Regions from separate parts of the Mus musculus genome. Here region 2 is linked to region 1. Evidence: chromatin contacts called from public promoter capture Hi-C data. All regions are on one chromosome and are shown on one strand. Each heading gives the region's core, a stretch centred on a gene start, on an enhancer-like site or on the middle of the called end of the contact. The rest is flanking DNA. Distances are from core to core; before and after follow the strand shown. Region 1 holds the start of Igsf9b (immunoglobulin superfamily, member 9B). Region 2 overlaps Opcml (opioid binding protein/cell adhesion molecule-like).

Region 1 (7,726 bases), core at 2,417-4,916:
TGGCTACCTTTTCTATGTGTCCTCTGAGGGCTTCTGGGCATGTAAGAGTAAGTAGCGAGTGGTTTGGTTTTCTTTTCTTGGAATAACTGATAAGAGCAGAATTACGTGTTTCCAAAAGTGAAGCTTCTGATGAAACTAAAAGATGACAGATATTCTGACACCCAATGTGTATAGTGTCAGATACCTATATTCATTAGGGGTATCCACAATGAACCAGGAACACCAATTCAAGGGGGTTGGTTTGTGTTCCTCTTTCTTACGCCTCTTGGAAGGGGCCCATGTGGCCTCTGAGTATTCAGCTCTATGTCTCTGCTAGGGATGGAGGGGTTGCCATTTGTTCTGAGTCAAATGCTCAGCCATATGTTAAGAGGAAAAGATCTGACTGGCCTCATTCCTCTCTGCCAGTTGCTACAACACGTGTCTCTTGAGCTGATCTGAAATGAACCGGCACATGTTGTATGATAATGGTCATGATGCTAATTTTTTCCCTCTTCAATTCAATTTCCTTCCCTTTTCTCTCTGTCTTCACTCTTGTGTCCCTGTATTTCCAGTTGAATCTCCAGATGAAATACATTCTTTTTAGTTTCCTTTGAACATCTCTCTAGTTCAGTTTATTCTTTTAAGTTCTGATCTGATATACGGTTTTAACTTCCTAGCAGAAACTACCATCCTCCTGAAGACAAGATGGGTGGCCAAGCAAGGATAGCAGGGATGGACTGTGGGAACTGCTTTATCTTTTCCTCAACTTCTGGGAAGAAACTGTCTCAAAGTAGATGCTCCATAGATGTTAAATAGATGCGTCTCTTCTACCTCAAGGATTGAAGGACCTGGGGCTAGACTATGGACTCAATATTGCCTATATCCCAGCCTCAGAAGACAAAGAACACCATTCCACAGGTGTCAAATGCTGCTATGAGCATATAAAAGGGGATGAATCCTGGAGTCATGCAGTTGTATTAACCATTTTTTTTGTTTGTTTGTTTTTGTTGATTTGTTTTGTTTGTTTGTTTTGTTATCATGAAATATTCAAGGAGGTAGACTCATGAAGAAAAGAAAGATTTACTTAGCACACAATTCTGCATGCTCACGGCTGTGGTACCTGCTCTGGTTTATTTCTGTTCAAAGCCCCAAGACAGATGGAAGATGGCAATAGCTTTAGCATGTGCTGGCAAGCGGCTGGATTTCAAGCCAGGTAGCAGGTAGAGAGGAGGAGGGGCCAGCCTTTCTCCCTTCTTAACAGCACCCCACCCTCCGCTTTGTTTTCTCTTCTCTTTTATGAGAGTAGGGTCTCTTGTAGCTCAGGGTGACCTTCAGTTTTGTGTGTAGCTGAGGATGATCTTGTACTTCTGACCTTCCAAATGCTGGGACAATTACCTAGGCCACCAAGTCCAGCTCTGCTCATGACAGCCTTCTTATGAGAACTACCAGGGAGATCCCAGGAGAATTACCTAGCAGTGGCATGGCTTCCAGTGACTTAAGGACTTCTCAGTAGAACTCATGTTTTTTTTTTTTTGTTTGTTTGTTTGTTTGTTTGTGTGTGTGTGTGTGTGTTTAAAATGTATATGAACACAGTGTTGCTGACACACCAGAAGAAGGCATTTGATCCAATTATGGATGGTTGTGAGCCACTATGTGGTTGTTGGGAATTGAACTCATGACCTCTGGAAGAGCAGCCAGTGCTCTTAACCCTGCCCCCCCCCCCATCTCTCCAGCCCCAAACTCACGTCTTTATATTAAACTATATCTATATGTGTTTGTGTGTGTGTATGTGTGTGTGCACATGAGTGCAGTGCCTGTAAAGGGGTGTTAGATCCTTTAAAGCTGTAGTTACAGATCATGGACAATTACCTTAGGATGTTGAAAACCAAACTCTGCAAGAGTTGTGCACGTTCTTAATTGCCAAGTGTCTCTCCAGCTCCTAGGACTTACCTCTTGAAGGTTCCATTCTTCCAATACTGCCACCTTGGGGATCAAGTTTCCAACAACATGAACGTTTCTGAGGTCAAAATTAAATCATAGCCTAGCCTCATCACCCATTCTGCAAGTGGATCCCAATAAGTCTTGATAGACTTAGGACCCAGAGGAAGTATGTATGGACGTATATAGATGTGTGCAAACCTGTTTATGGGGAGACTTGCATATGTGTGTGTTGGAGGTAGAATTGGTGCATGTTGCCTGAGAATTGATGCGTCAAGGAGATCTAGAGCGTGCAGCTTCACCAAAGCCCCAGGAAAGAAATGTCAGCCCAGAAAGGACCTAAAGCAGTGGCCCATGGGAATATATCAACAGAGTGATAACTCATGAGTGTGTTCGCATGAGCAGGGCGAGTTTGCAAGCAGGAGGTATTCAGAAGTCCAGTTCTCCAGATGCTATTCAGATGATAAAAGTTCATTAGTGTGTGTGCTTCTCTGCTTAGGAGCCTCAGCTTTTCATCTCCTGGATGGCAACGAGAGTGGAGTTCTCCAAAAAGAATGACCCTCCATCACTCAAGGCCACTCTATGTGAGATACACGAGTCCATGCGCACACATTGGCTTTTCCAGCAGTAAGCTGTTGGTCTATGGGAAACTTCATGCTCTGTGCTTATTGAGAGATTGCCTTCATTGCCCCTCCATTTCTTCCCTGGCCAACAGCCCCTCCTAGGGAGCTGTGCCTCTCAGCACTGTGTCAGAAGCTTGAAAGAATAAACATCTCCACGGCAGCCTCAGAACACTGTGAGATGGTTGTAGAGGCTTTCATGATGCTCATTTATTCCTTGTGTAAACACAATTGTATTGGGGGAGGAGATGAAGAGATGCTGGAGTAGGGAGCCTGGGATATAGGAAGCTCTTCCAGCGTCTTTATTTATTATCTTCTGCAGAAATGAGGAGGACCTTTCCCTTTTCCTTGGTTCTCTACCTCACCCCCTGATCGCTCACAAACGCCACCTTGACTTTATGCTGCTGATATGGGGCTGGGCTCTCAGTAAGGTAGGAGAGGAAGCAGCATTTGTGTGCAGGAGAGGCAGCATTTATTGGGGGGGGGGGGTTAATGGCTTTAGTAATCATGAGCAACGATGACCAGCAATGGGGGTGGCAGTACGTGTGCACATGTGTTCCAGAGGGGTCTGTGACTCGCCGCAGCTGAGCCAATGACTCATTCCAAATTTAGCGACTTTTAGAGGTCATTTTAGTCATCCTCCTGGCTTTGGGCTGGATGGAGCCTAACTTAATATAACGTTTGGTGGAGGTAGTGTTCTGAGAGAGTGAGCAAAGAGTGGGGGTGGGGGGGGGAGGTATCACGTGGTCTCTTTGAACCGTTCTCCAGAAAAGGACGTTCCCTAGTTTCCCCAGGATGCTTGGGTTTCCCTATCCCCGTATCAGCGTGGTCCTCCCGGGAACTGCTTTTTTTTTTTTTTTTTTCTTGATAGAAACCGGATGTTGGATTCTCAAGGTGGGCGGGGGCTCCATCCCCTCGGATAACCTGTCAAGGGTTATTGAGATTCTTAGGGTCCCACTAGCCAGTACGAGAAGCTACCATCTATTTAATCAGAAACTTGCCATGCAGTCTGAGCTGAGAACAGAATAGAGCAAAGACGTTACAACGCCTTTTCCCAGGCAATGCGCATGATTCTGCGGCTCTGTGCTCGCTACACTTCAACGCACCTTGAAATGGGCTCGCCTTCTTCGCGCAGCGACGGACTAAGAGTTTAGCCAATCAGTGCCTAGACTCGTGAGCACTGTCCAATAAACAGCCGCCAGGGGCGGACCACCAGGACAGGCCCGGCTAGGCTTCACCGTGGACCTGGCTGCGCTCTGCCTCGGTTGGCAGTGCAGGTGCCGCTGCGCCGGGGCCCGGGAGGCTGCGCGCGCCGAGACGAGCGGAGCCAGGAAGGGATGGAGAGCGGGCCGCCCGGGCTACAGGAGCACCGGCAAGGGGCGTAGGCGGGCGAGAAGCGGGCACTGAGGCACGAGAAGTGTGCAGACGCAGGAGCACTTTGCGATAGGATGAGGCTCTTGGCTGGCGCGCGGTAGTACTATGATTTGGTATGTGGCCACTTTGATAGCAAGTGTGATCAGCACCCGAGGTCTTGTGGCTCAAGGTGAGTTGAAGTGCAGCATCCCTCCTCCAACCCTCTTGGCGTTCTTAGACCTTTGCTCCAGGCTCTGGCTCCCGAACCCCGGGGGCGAGGCTCCGGCTCCGGCCAGGCGCACCTCCGAGCACTGGCCCGGGCAAAGGCTGGGGAACTGCGGGTGGGAGGAACTCGGCGGGAAGGTGCGGGAGCCCTTGGGCTGCGAACGCCTTGGAATCAAAGTGGACTTAGTCTACCTTAGGCCCCTTGGTTCACAACCACACGTCGAATCTGAGCTTTGGGGAACCCCTAGTGCTCTAACTCTGGCTGCTGGGGACTTTGATGGTCTTTAGGCAGGATTCCGCGCGTCCCAGCCCTGCACAGCACCGCTGGATGGAGGAGCCCTTGAAGGGAGGCGCGATTAAGAGGTTGGGAGTCCCCGCAGCCGCCTCGAAGGGATCGGGTTCTCCGCCCCGCGCCCTTCCTTTCCACACATCTTGGCCGCGGAGGTCGGATCCCCTTGGCAGGTGACAAGCAGAATTGACCTAGAGGCTCCGAGCAGCATCTGCTCTTCTTGGTTCTGTCGGCCGCCCGCGCCCACCTTGACTGCATCTGGGCCCCGGCCAGGCAAAAGTTCCCGGGGAGGCGCCGTCGCCGCGCTTCAGGCTGCCCGGCCCAGCGGCCTCGGGGCGAGGGCCGCGAGGGAGGGGTCTGCCCAGCTGCGTCTCAGAGTCGAGTGGGATTTTTTATTTCTGCCTTCTCGGGTTTGAGCCCAAGAAAAAGCTAGGGAGAAGCCAAGGCGCGGGGTGCATACTTGAGCGCGAGGGCTTTCGCTTTGGAGATGGCAGAGCTCTGGGTGGCACCCGGCTCTCGGCCCTTGTATGGAAGTCAGAGCCGAGCCTGGAAGCTGCCAGGACTCTGAGCTCACGGTTTCTGCGCGCGGAACCGACCCGACTGCGGGCAAGTTCGCAAAGCAGGGAGATGGCGGCGGGAGAGGAACGGTCTGTGGGTGGAAGGCGACAGGGTGACGAGATTCTGCGGACTAGGGAGCCTTTTTGAAGGGCTCTGCTGGAGGCGCGGGCTTCCCCGGCTTCTTTTGCACCTTGCCTCGGGGCGTGTGGGGGGGAGTGGTTTGAGAAAGTTTCCGGATTGGAATGTATCTCCTCTGCTACTTGAGAGGGGGTTCTGAAACGAGAGAGTGGGGCGAAGGGAAGGACAGCTTTCCAACAAGCACTATGATGGTCGGGATGGTTATAAAGGTTTCCATTTGTCAGGTGGGAAAACCGAGACAGAGTGACCTCAGAAGAAGCTTATGGAAAAAAGGTGGATCTTGCTGTGCTTCTCCCTTCCCCCTTCCCATGCAGTCTTTCAGTGACTTCCTCCTCCTCCTCCCCTCTGGGTTTTGGTATATTCTGCTGTGGGGCTGTCCCTGAAAGCACAAAAGGCTGTGCTAGCATCCGAATTGAAGAGACACCTAAGGAGGGCTCTTCAACTAGCCTCCCAACTTTAGCAAGGGACAGATTTTTTTTTTGTTTTGTTTTAATTTAAACACAGACTACAGGAAATTGGGTTTATATTGCCGAGATTCACAGAATGGCTAGATTGAAGAAGGAACTTCCCAGTGTTGAAGGTTGTTGGTTGTGAAGGTTATTGGTCCTTCTGTCTGGAACTCCTACTCTTCTGTCTGGGAGCAAGGGTGACCTGATTGGTCTTGGATTCTTTTTAGTCTGAAATGGCTCAATGAGGCACTTACAGACATAGGCTTACTGATAAATGGACAAGATTCAAATCCTGGCCGTCCCACTTGCTGACCCCGTGACCTTGGACACATTTCTCAGCTTTTCTAAATGTCACTTACCTCAGTGGAAAGTGGGTTAGCTGTAGGAGTTTGTAGAGGCTTGGAGTGTGTGAACAGTTCTGTGACGAAGTGGCTGGGTGCCTGTTGTGAAATATGTGCTCACCAGACATCAGTGTTAGCATTTCAGGATCTATGGGATGGGATTCCTATTGGGTTATGCAGGGAGCGGAGAGTTAAGAGTGTGTTGGGGGACATTCAGAAGATTGCCTCCGAGGAAGCTAGACCCCTTCCTGGGCTGACCTTGCCTGGTGGAACCTCTCTTTCCTGCATCCCAGGGAAGTGTGGGTGGGGCATGCAGAATTGCTTGGAAGTCCTTTACAAGGTCTGCAAAGCTGAAGTATTGCTGGCTGCCAGATGCTACAGCCTAGAGCGGGGGAAGGGCACCTGCTCGCCTGTGAGGCCAGGGTTGCCAGTGCTGATGAGAGAGGCCTTATGGGATCCAGATGTTCTGAGAGGGGCAGAGGTGACTTTGGAGAAATCCTTCAACCTCAGGGACTGTGTGCAAAGCAGGAGTCGCTCTAGGTGAAAAGAATCAGGCCCATCAAACTGTCAGCTTGCAAGTCTGGGACAGAGGTGGGCATGGGCTCTTCCTTTTGACTCTGGTCAGGCATCTTGGAAGTAACTGAGCTCTGTGATCCAGTTGGGAGGGTAAAGAAAAGAGAAAGGTGGAGGCAGGTGGATCTCTGTTGTACAGAGAGAGTTTCAGGACATGGAGAAACCCTGTCTCAGGGAGGGAGGGAGGGAGGGAGGGGGACAGGAGAGGAGAGGAGAGGAGAGGAGAGGAGAGGAGAGGAGGAAGGCTATTGATGTAGTAGTCTCTGCATCACAGACATCTGCCCAGCAATCTGGGGGAGTTTCCACACTATGTGGAAATCCTGCGCGAGGTATAATTGACATTCAACCTCCTGTAAGGGAGGGAAGTCTGTTCTTCATTCCCAGTGTTACCTCCACCGAGTCTGCTGGTGGACTCCCTGGCTCCTGTGTGCCCAGGCCAATGAAAATCTGATTCAGATTCTGCTTGTGCTTGGAGCAGTGCCCTCTGTCCTCTCTGGCTTTGTCCACCCAGCCTTCCTTTGTGGATGGAGATGAGAAGGAGTATGTTTAAAGCCCAGGACAGCCTCTCAGCTGGGAAGAACTTGGTGCCGGGTGGTGAGTGCTGGTATGAGTGTGTCTCAGGACATTTACACGGAGGCGGGGGTGTGTCTGGTAGGAGGCCCCCCTGCAAGAAGCTGGAATAGGTATGTGTGGGAGGAGGCATGATGCTGCTGAGTACTGGAAAGAGTCAGCTGGAAGCAGTAGGCCGATAGCCCAGCATGCAGCAGTCCCTGGAGTTGTCAGGTCCCTGGTTCAGGTGGTTTCAAGTTTATATCTGAGACGGAGAGTTGGGGTCTGGTTTCTCAAGGAGTAAAGGTTGCTCAGTTAGAGAGCTTGTATCCGTCCCTTCTTTGCTGTGCCTGGCACTTTCCAGGGTCTAGGCTCCCTCTCTGTCCTCAGAGTTGGCCAGCCTGTTCGGTTTGCTTTTTTTTTCTCCATTCTGTTGGGTGCTCATTAGGTTTCCCTGCAGCCCTCCTGTTTGCACTGAAAATGCGGGGGTGGGAGGTGAGGCCGGAGTTAGGATAGCATCAGGAACAGTGAGATTTAACTGATTCCTGTCTCCACGAGAGCTGCTCCCTTCTGGAGGCTTCTCAGCTGCTCTCCCCACCCCCACCCTGGAGTGACATGACCCCCCCCCCCCTTCCCTCTGCTTCCAGGGATGGGTTGAACAATTTGTGTGAAGAGTGGATCTTGATGAGCTGTGATTGGTAAGAACTTTTGGCT
Region 2 (6,919 bases), core at 372-2,871, 950 kb after region 1:
CAAGGTTCTCTCATGTTCCTCCACAGCTTAAAACAAGCAACCGCACACTCAGGTGTGCTTCTGGCTGGACGGCAGGGAAGGATTCAAAGAAAACTTTGCAAGTAGGGAACATAGGCCCATGGGTAACCTTCTAACCAACCTCTCGCTCTCAGTTAGGAGCATAGTTAAAATGTCCCACAGATGTGACAAAAGCCAACTTAGGGGGCAAATAAAAATATGTGCTAAAGGACATAGGGATAGCCATTTTGGGTGTCCACTGAGGACATAGTCACTGCCACCCAGCTTCATCCTCTGACCCCAGCCTTTCTGCTCACCATGGCTCACAGTCAGTCACATGGGGATATCTAGGAGCTTGTTGCAATGAATATTCTCCGGATCTGCCCTGGATGGACCCAAGTGAGACTGTATTTTAACAAGATTGGGCATGGAACTGGGTACACATCAGCATCAGAGGGGCAGTGCCCTGCCGTGCCTTGTGCTGATGTTGATTCAAACCGAGGTCTACTTGCCTGACCAAGTGTGTCTGTTCAGGACTGTGGGGCTACAGGCTATTGCAGGCTGCTATGGGGGAGCCCTGTTCACAGCCACTAAGGGATTCCTTTAGCTTCCCCTCTACACCCTGCTTGTGGGAACTGATAAACTATGCCTCTGTCATGGAATGATCTTCATGGTGAGTTAATTCCCTGAGACTGACTGCTGCCATCATGGCTCCAGTTCGAAGGATGTTCCTGATTAAGGAAAAATGATGAGGTCTCAACTTGTCGTTGGCTCTGACACTGCCACAGAATGGAAGGCAGAGCTGGCTGGAGGGTGCTGAGATGAAGGCGGGGGTCCTTTCTCCCAGGAGGCAGGTCACAGGAAGTCACGCTATGGTTTTCCCTGTATATATACCCCAGAACAGCAGAGTCAGGGAATAAGGAAGCCACATGTAGTGGGGATGCTGTTGTCACTCTTCACACACAGATTGTGCCCTTGCACTTGGCAGGGTCCCTTCACCCAGGCTGAGTATAGAATCAACTCTTCTGCACTCTGATATCCAGCCTTGAATGCTTCTGGGGAAAAAAAGAGGTCACCACATGTCAGGATAGCTACCCTTCTCCCTATGCCATGAACTCTAAGGAATGGTTTGGTCATTTCCTTCTATCAAGTTCAAAGACATCTCCCTGATACACACGGGTGCAAAACATACATACGATACTACGATATGCTATTGAATAAACTCACAAGCTCTCTGGCAGCAAATGTTTTCATCTGGAGAGGCAGGGGTCAGGGCAGAAATACAGGCAGATCTACATACGGAGAGCAGGGTCCAGTGAAGTGGAAGTGGGTGTGTGGAGGAAGGCAGGAGTGGGCATAAAAAGTGAGGAAAAGCAAGAGGGAGGATTACATAAGGAGACCAGTCCACTCACAATAACAGGATTGACGTGGCTCAGGACTTCTCCCCAAACCTGTCATTCATAACTCCTAACAGCTTCATACTTCATATTCCCCCAGCAGAGAAGGGGCAGCATAGAATAGATAGTGAGGAGTAGGATGTGTTTGTGGCAGGGGAGTGTCTGCCTGTACTGGGTTTAGTTCTCAAATTGGAGTGACAAGCGGCACTATTAAAAATCCATGTGCATCATGAGCCCCCTTGTGTCTTTGAAGAGCCATTGCAGCTCTGCAAGAATTACTGGGCTGAGGACTCTTCCAGGGGATTGAAGGGTGTCTCTGCTGGATGAACAAGGTACAAGGGCCCAGAAATGAGCACTGAGAGTGACCCAAATCTTTGTACAGGCAATCTATAAGGGCTTTATTTTTTTATTCCTTGTCTAGGTTCTGTTTGGCGTCTAAAGCACATTTCTTTCCCTATCAGCGATTCCACACAAGGGCTTGCTCACCCCTTCACTGTTCCCATCGCTTCTGTTTTGTTTGCTATGCATGCTGACAGCTGTGTGTAGGCCATGTGCTCTTCCTTGTGTGTGCCTGATGATAACAGTGAGCTTCTCTCTACTTCCTCTAACTTAGGTAAGTGATGCTGTGGTGGAGAGCTCACTGTTCCCGCATCTCCCATGCACACATTTCAACGCATCCCTGCTTCTCTGTGCTGAGTTCCTTCTGTCCAGTGACTCCTGTGATCTGTATCTTTGCAGCTGTTCCTCAAGGTTAGATCCTCATGTACCACCACTGGTACAGTTACCCTGCCCGCCAGCAACCTCTACCCCAGCAAATATCCCTGCAAGAGATGCTCTCTGGTATTTAGGATAGCTTGGGGCTGTAAAGTATGCCAAAGGACAAATCTAGGTCACAGGAATTAGTTGAGTTAACCTAAGGGCTAGCTCAGGCACTCACCAACCACGGCTTCCACAGTTGTTATTCCCGTTGTTTCCATGTCCCCTCTGCCACTGCCAGCCTTCCCATTTCTACCAGCCAATTATGTATAAAATGACTCAGTCTCATACTCACCTGCTCACCAACAAACTGAGACTCCCTTCCTGTATTCCACTGGCATCTGAGTTTCATTTTTAAATCCCATGTTCATTTCATTTGCCCATAATCCATCATCGTTTTTTTTTTTCTTTTTGGTTTTATTGATGTGAAGATTGTCTTTGTAGAACGAGTATTAATTCTATGGTGCTTTCAGATATTAAATTATTTTCTTCCATGCAGTCCAATACAAAAATATTTCCTATTCTGGACAGAAATCTTTCACTCTATCATACTTATTCATAGTTTCCTTTGTGCCTTTAGCTTTTGAGATCATGTATAGAAATTCAAGCGAGTCTTCCCCCTCTCCTAGCTCACAGAGTCACCCTCTGGCTTTTCTCTTTGTTGGCTTTGATAGTTTCTCCTTCCTGCACTCATATCTTTAGTCACAAGGCATCTGGCTCTCAATCAACACTGGGCTGGGATCTGGTGTTGTCCTATCTTGGTCTCTGAATGCTTTCTGCTCTCATTTAAACAAATTGCCATGCTGAGCCTGTGGGAGAAACAGTCCAGAAGCACAAAGCTTGGAACTGGTTGCAGGGATCAGCTCCATGGCTGGAGCAGGCTGATGGACCCGGAGTCTGATCTCAGAGTTTCCAGACTAGGTCGAGTCCTCTCTCCAGGGAGCCGTAAGTCTGATGGCGATTGGTTCTGACTCACCAGAACCAATGATTACCTCCCTTGCCGGATTTCTTGAAAGACAAGGTTTCACCCACCTGTTCTAGGCAGCTTGGATAATAAACAGCAAAATGAATCACACGTGTCACCATTTGCCCATTGGCAGCCATTGCTGCCCTGTCACAAAGAACTTTCCCATTGTAGCTTTAGAAATATGATACCAGAAGAACTGGTCAGAAGTGCCTATTAGCTGTGTCTCAGATTCACCTGTAGGGAGGGAAAGACCTGAGTGGAAAAAAATAATAAAATGGAGAGTGGAATTGGATGTATGTATTTACCCACTGCGCACCAGCTTAGTCCTCAGCTCTCTGTAGGTTACTTCCTTCCTCTGAGCTCCAGCATCTTCCTGAGCGATGGGAATGAATGGCTATGTGGATGGTGACATATACCCTAGGTGATTTATTTATCTATTGACCTATTTAGGCAGAGAGAGAGAAAGAGAGAGAGAGAGAGAGAGAGAGAGAGAGAGAGAGAGAGAGAGAGAGAGAGAGAGAATGAATTATGTGTGTATGTGTGTATCCACATATGTGCATGCATGCCAAAACTTGTGTGTATATATTTATATATTAGAGGAAAGATTTCCAATGTTGGTTCTTTTCCGACCAATAGTGTGCATTTGTGGATGGGGTGGAAGTCCCTGAAGATCATAAGTCAACATGGCAGGTGACTCCCTTACAGGGTAAGCTACCTCATTGGCCCTCGTTGGAGGGAGTTTTATGCAAGATCTCATCTAAGCATTGGGACATAACCCTTACCTGTCCGTATTATGACATGAGCCAGATCAAGTCCAAAATGCTGCTGGCATTTCTATGACACGTGCACACTTCTGACCAAAGTTTGAACAGTTTTACACACCATGTCTTAAGGATCTAATTGTTCCACATTGTGAATGACAGTCCAGAAGCAGGTGTGTTCTCCCTTGCAGAGATAAATGAAAAGTCTCGATGAGGTAAGGCCAAGTAGGTCTCTCTTCAGCACAGAAAGTGAAGAAATGGCTGTCCTTGCTGGGGACATTTCTCATTTCCTGAAACCCACAAGTTTAGATAGCAATGGTTTGGGACTAGAGCAGGGTAGAGGAAATTATTTGGAGTGTAAATATAGCTAGAAACAGCCAATTTATTTGCCAAACACATACCTGTTAAACTGCAAAGTATGTCCTGCAAAACGTTAAGCAAATAAAGTATAAAATAATAAATATTAGACTACCTGTCCATATCAAAAAGAATAAATGTACACAGGTTTTAGATATGTTTAGACATTCAAGGAAGAAGTTGTGGGAAAATATTTCTAAAATTCTTTCAAAGGTTGGTATCAGTGTCCAGGGGATAGGCAGAGACTCTGGATCATGCATTTGCTATTTGATACTCATCAAATTCCTTCAGAGATCTGAACTAGATTGACAACTACTGCATGGGAGGAAGAGACAGTCATCAACTCACTGGGATTTTGCTGTCCAGTGTGAGCACTGGCTTCCTTCCTGGTTCCCACATAGATATAAGCATTGCCCAGATCTTAGTGACATTGTCAGGCTCCCCAAACCCTGACCATTGACTTCAGAAGCTCTTGAATGGCAAGATACCCAGAGAACTGAGAATTGAAAGGATCCAGTTGTTCAGCTCCAGGTTAAGTGGTCAGAACTCTTCGGACAGATGGACCATGGTTTTTTCTTGCCTAAGTTTTCTGCAGATCCCAATGGCGAGAGGGGCCACTTTCAGCTGTGTGTATGCAGGGGCACCCCACTTCTGAGCAGAGCACTCCTCAGCAACAATAGCCCTGTCTCCCTGTGATCTCTGGAAATGGGTTCTTCATACAGAACGGTGTGGAAAGAATACAGGGCTTCCATGGCCTCCTGACTCCCTCATATGGAAGACTGTAGTGGAGAGAGAATACTGGGGCCCAGGGACACTTTTTTCCGTTCATCTTTGGAGAGAAGTGGCCCCATGTGACCTAGTAATGAAAGGCTGTGAGCACACAGCACATTGCCAAACCAATTGCAACACTGTCATCGAAATATTGATCCTGCTGTCACCCTCGATATCTGTCAGTGCCAATATCTTGCGCACTTGCAGCTTCTTTGAGAAGGAACGAGCCAGGGAGAAGAGACAGCGAGGGGACGTGTGCTCTATGGACTGCTGGGTCTGGGACAGAATGTTGATGGGGGGAGGGGTACTTGAGACATAAGCACCTAATCCACTCTTACTTTCTTGCTGTCGGCTCGATATTCTGTCTTGAAGTCTGTGTGGAAGGCATCGGAGCCATACAAGTTGGGAAGCAAGGGGGTCAGGGCTGAAAGGGAGTGAGTGTATGGAGTCTGGGTTTCAGTGCTGAGCATGGTTCTTCAAAGCTCTACCTTGTTACATCCTTTCCATCACACCAGTATTCAGAAACCTCAGAGGCTTATGTAGAATGGGCTTTGGCGACAATGCATTGCTATGAAGAGGGTATGCTTATAGGTCCTAACCATTGTCATTGATTGCAAGATTAAATAAATGAATCAGAGGAGTTACAGCAGGGGCATGCTCAGTCTGAGCTGATTCTCCACCAGAGAGCCCGTGGCCAGCTGCTTTGACTGGAGGTTGAATTTTCCTCACTATCTCCATGTGGTGGTTAATCTCAGGTGTCAACTTGATGAACTTGACTAGAGTTGCCAGATGTGGGCCTCTGGGCAAGCTTGTGGGGAGATTATTTTGGTTTAGTTAATTGAGGTGGGAAGATGCTCTGACTGTGAGTGGCTTCATTCCCTACGCTGGGAGTTACATTGGTCTGAAGAGGAGAAGGTAAGCCGAGTACACCCATTCGTCATCCTCAGCTTCCTGACTGTGCGTGTGATGTGACCACATCCCTGAGCTGCCTAATGTTCTCCCATGATGGATGATACCTGAAACTGTGAGCCAAAACGAACTCATTCTTCCTTAAGTTGTTCTTCTGGAGGTATTTTATCACAGCAACCGGAGTAACTAAGACACTAGGTCCCTTGCTTCTTCCTGTGGGCTGGACTGATGTTCCTCACATCTGGCCTGAAGAGTTCGTATACACCCCTGGCTGGCTGAGGAGGAAACTTTCTTCCCTTCAGCAAGAGAACCTGAATCCACAGCATATATTTTGTAATAACCAACTCCAAAAAATTTTCAGTAGATGTATCTAAACTCTACATCTTTTGGCACCTAATGTTGAGTGTGGCCCTCGTTCCACTAGTACCAGAATAACAAAGCAAACTGGAAATGATATTGCAGGCCTTGACTCCCAGCTCATATACAATGTACTAGTCTCAGATATGACATCCGAGACCAGATGTCAGGGAATTGAAGCTGCTCCTTTTACTTGGTGGTCTAAGAAAAATGAGAAATTATCATTTGAAATGAGGTCTAGAAAGATATAGATGTTTTAAGCAGATTTGCATATTGAGAGACGAAAATGTGGATTGACTTATTTTGAATGGCCCCAAGGGCTTGCTAAAGACTGAACAAGCTATCTTGGCAAGTAATGAATGAGATTCCCGTTACTGAAGTCATTCACGTAGAGAAAGATGGCATGGGATGGGTAACGGATTAATATTTAAGAATATGCATTTGGAATAAGTCAAACTGGTTGTCGATCCAGGCTGTGCTACTTAGCACATGGGAGGTACTGGGTCTCTATTCTAATCCTGATTTCCTATTCACAAAATCAGCCGACTCTTAAGCCCCTTTCCTTTAAAAGAAGTTGTGTGTTTTCAAGGAAGTCCTACCTAGAAAGTCTACCACACACAGCTCATCGGCACCAGCCAAGAGTGACT

What was found. Promoter capture Hi-C pulls out the DNA fragments that hold promoters and counts their contacts.
Region 2: a promoter capture Hi-C map of hippocampal neurons shows a contact between it and region 1, with 4 times the contacts expected there. The contact joins the enhancer-like site here to the promoter of Igsf9b in region 1. A contact is called at or near these places in 6 of 39 promoter capture datasets (the 3T3-L1 cell line, the C10 cell line, hippocampal neurons and 2 more).

What each region holds. Positions count from the first base shown.
Region 1 is chr9:27,295,438-27,303,163 of GRCm38.p6, forward strand. Igsf9b (immunoglobulin superfamily, member 9B) reads left to right here and starts at 3,667. Exons shown (of 20, transcript NM_001326702.1): 1 at 3,667-4,080. The coding sequence starts at 4,017.
Region 2 is chr9:28,246,375-28,253,293 of GRCm38.p6, forward strand. The region is part of intron 1 of Opcml (opioid binding protein/cell adhesion molecule-like); the gene reads left to right. Among named protein-coding and RNA genes, the nearest start is that of Gm39313, 150 kb to the right of the region's middle. Within about 2 kb of position 1,622, at least 43 of the 459 cell types and tissues checked have an H3K27ac peak or open chromatin away from gene starts, as enhancers often do. A contact at or near this core is called in hippocampal neurons, where this site is marked.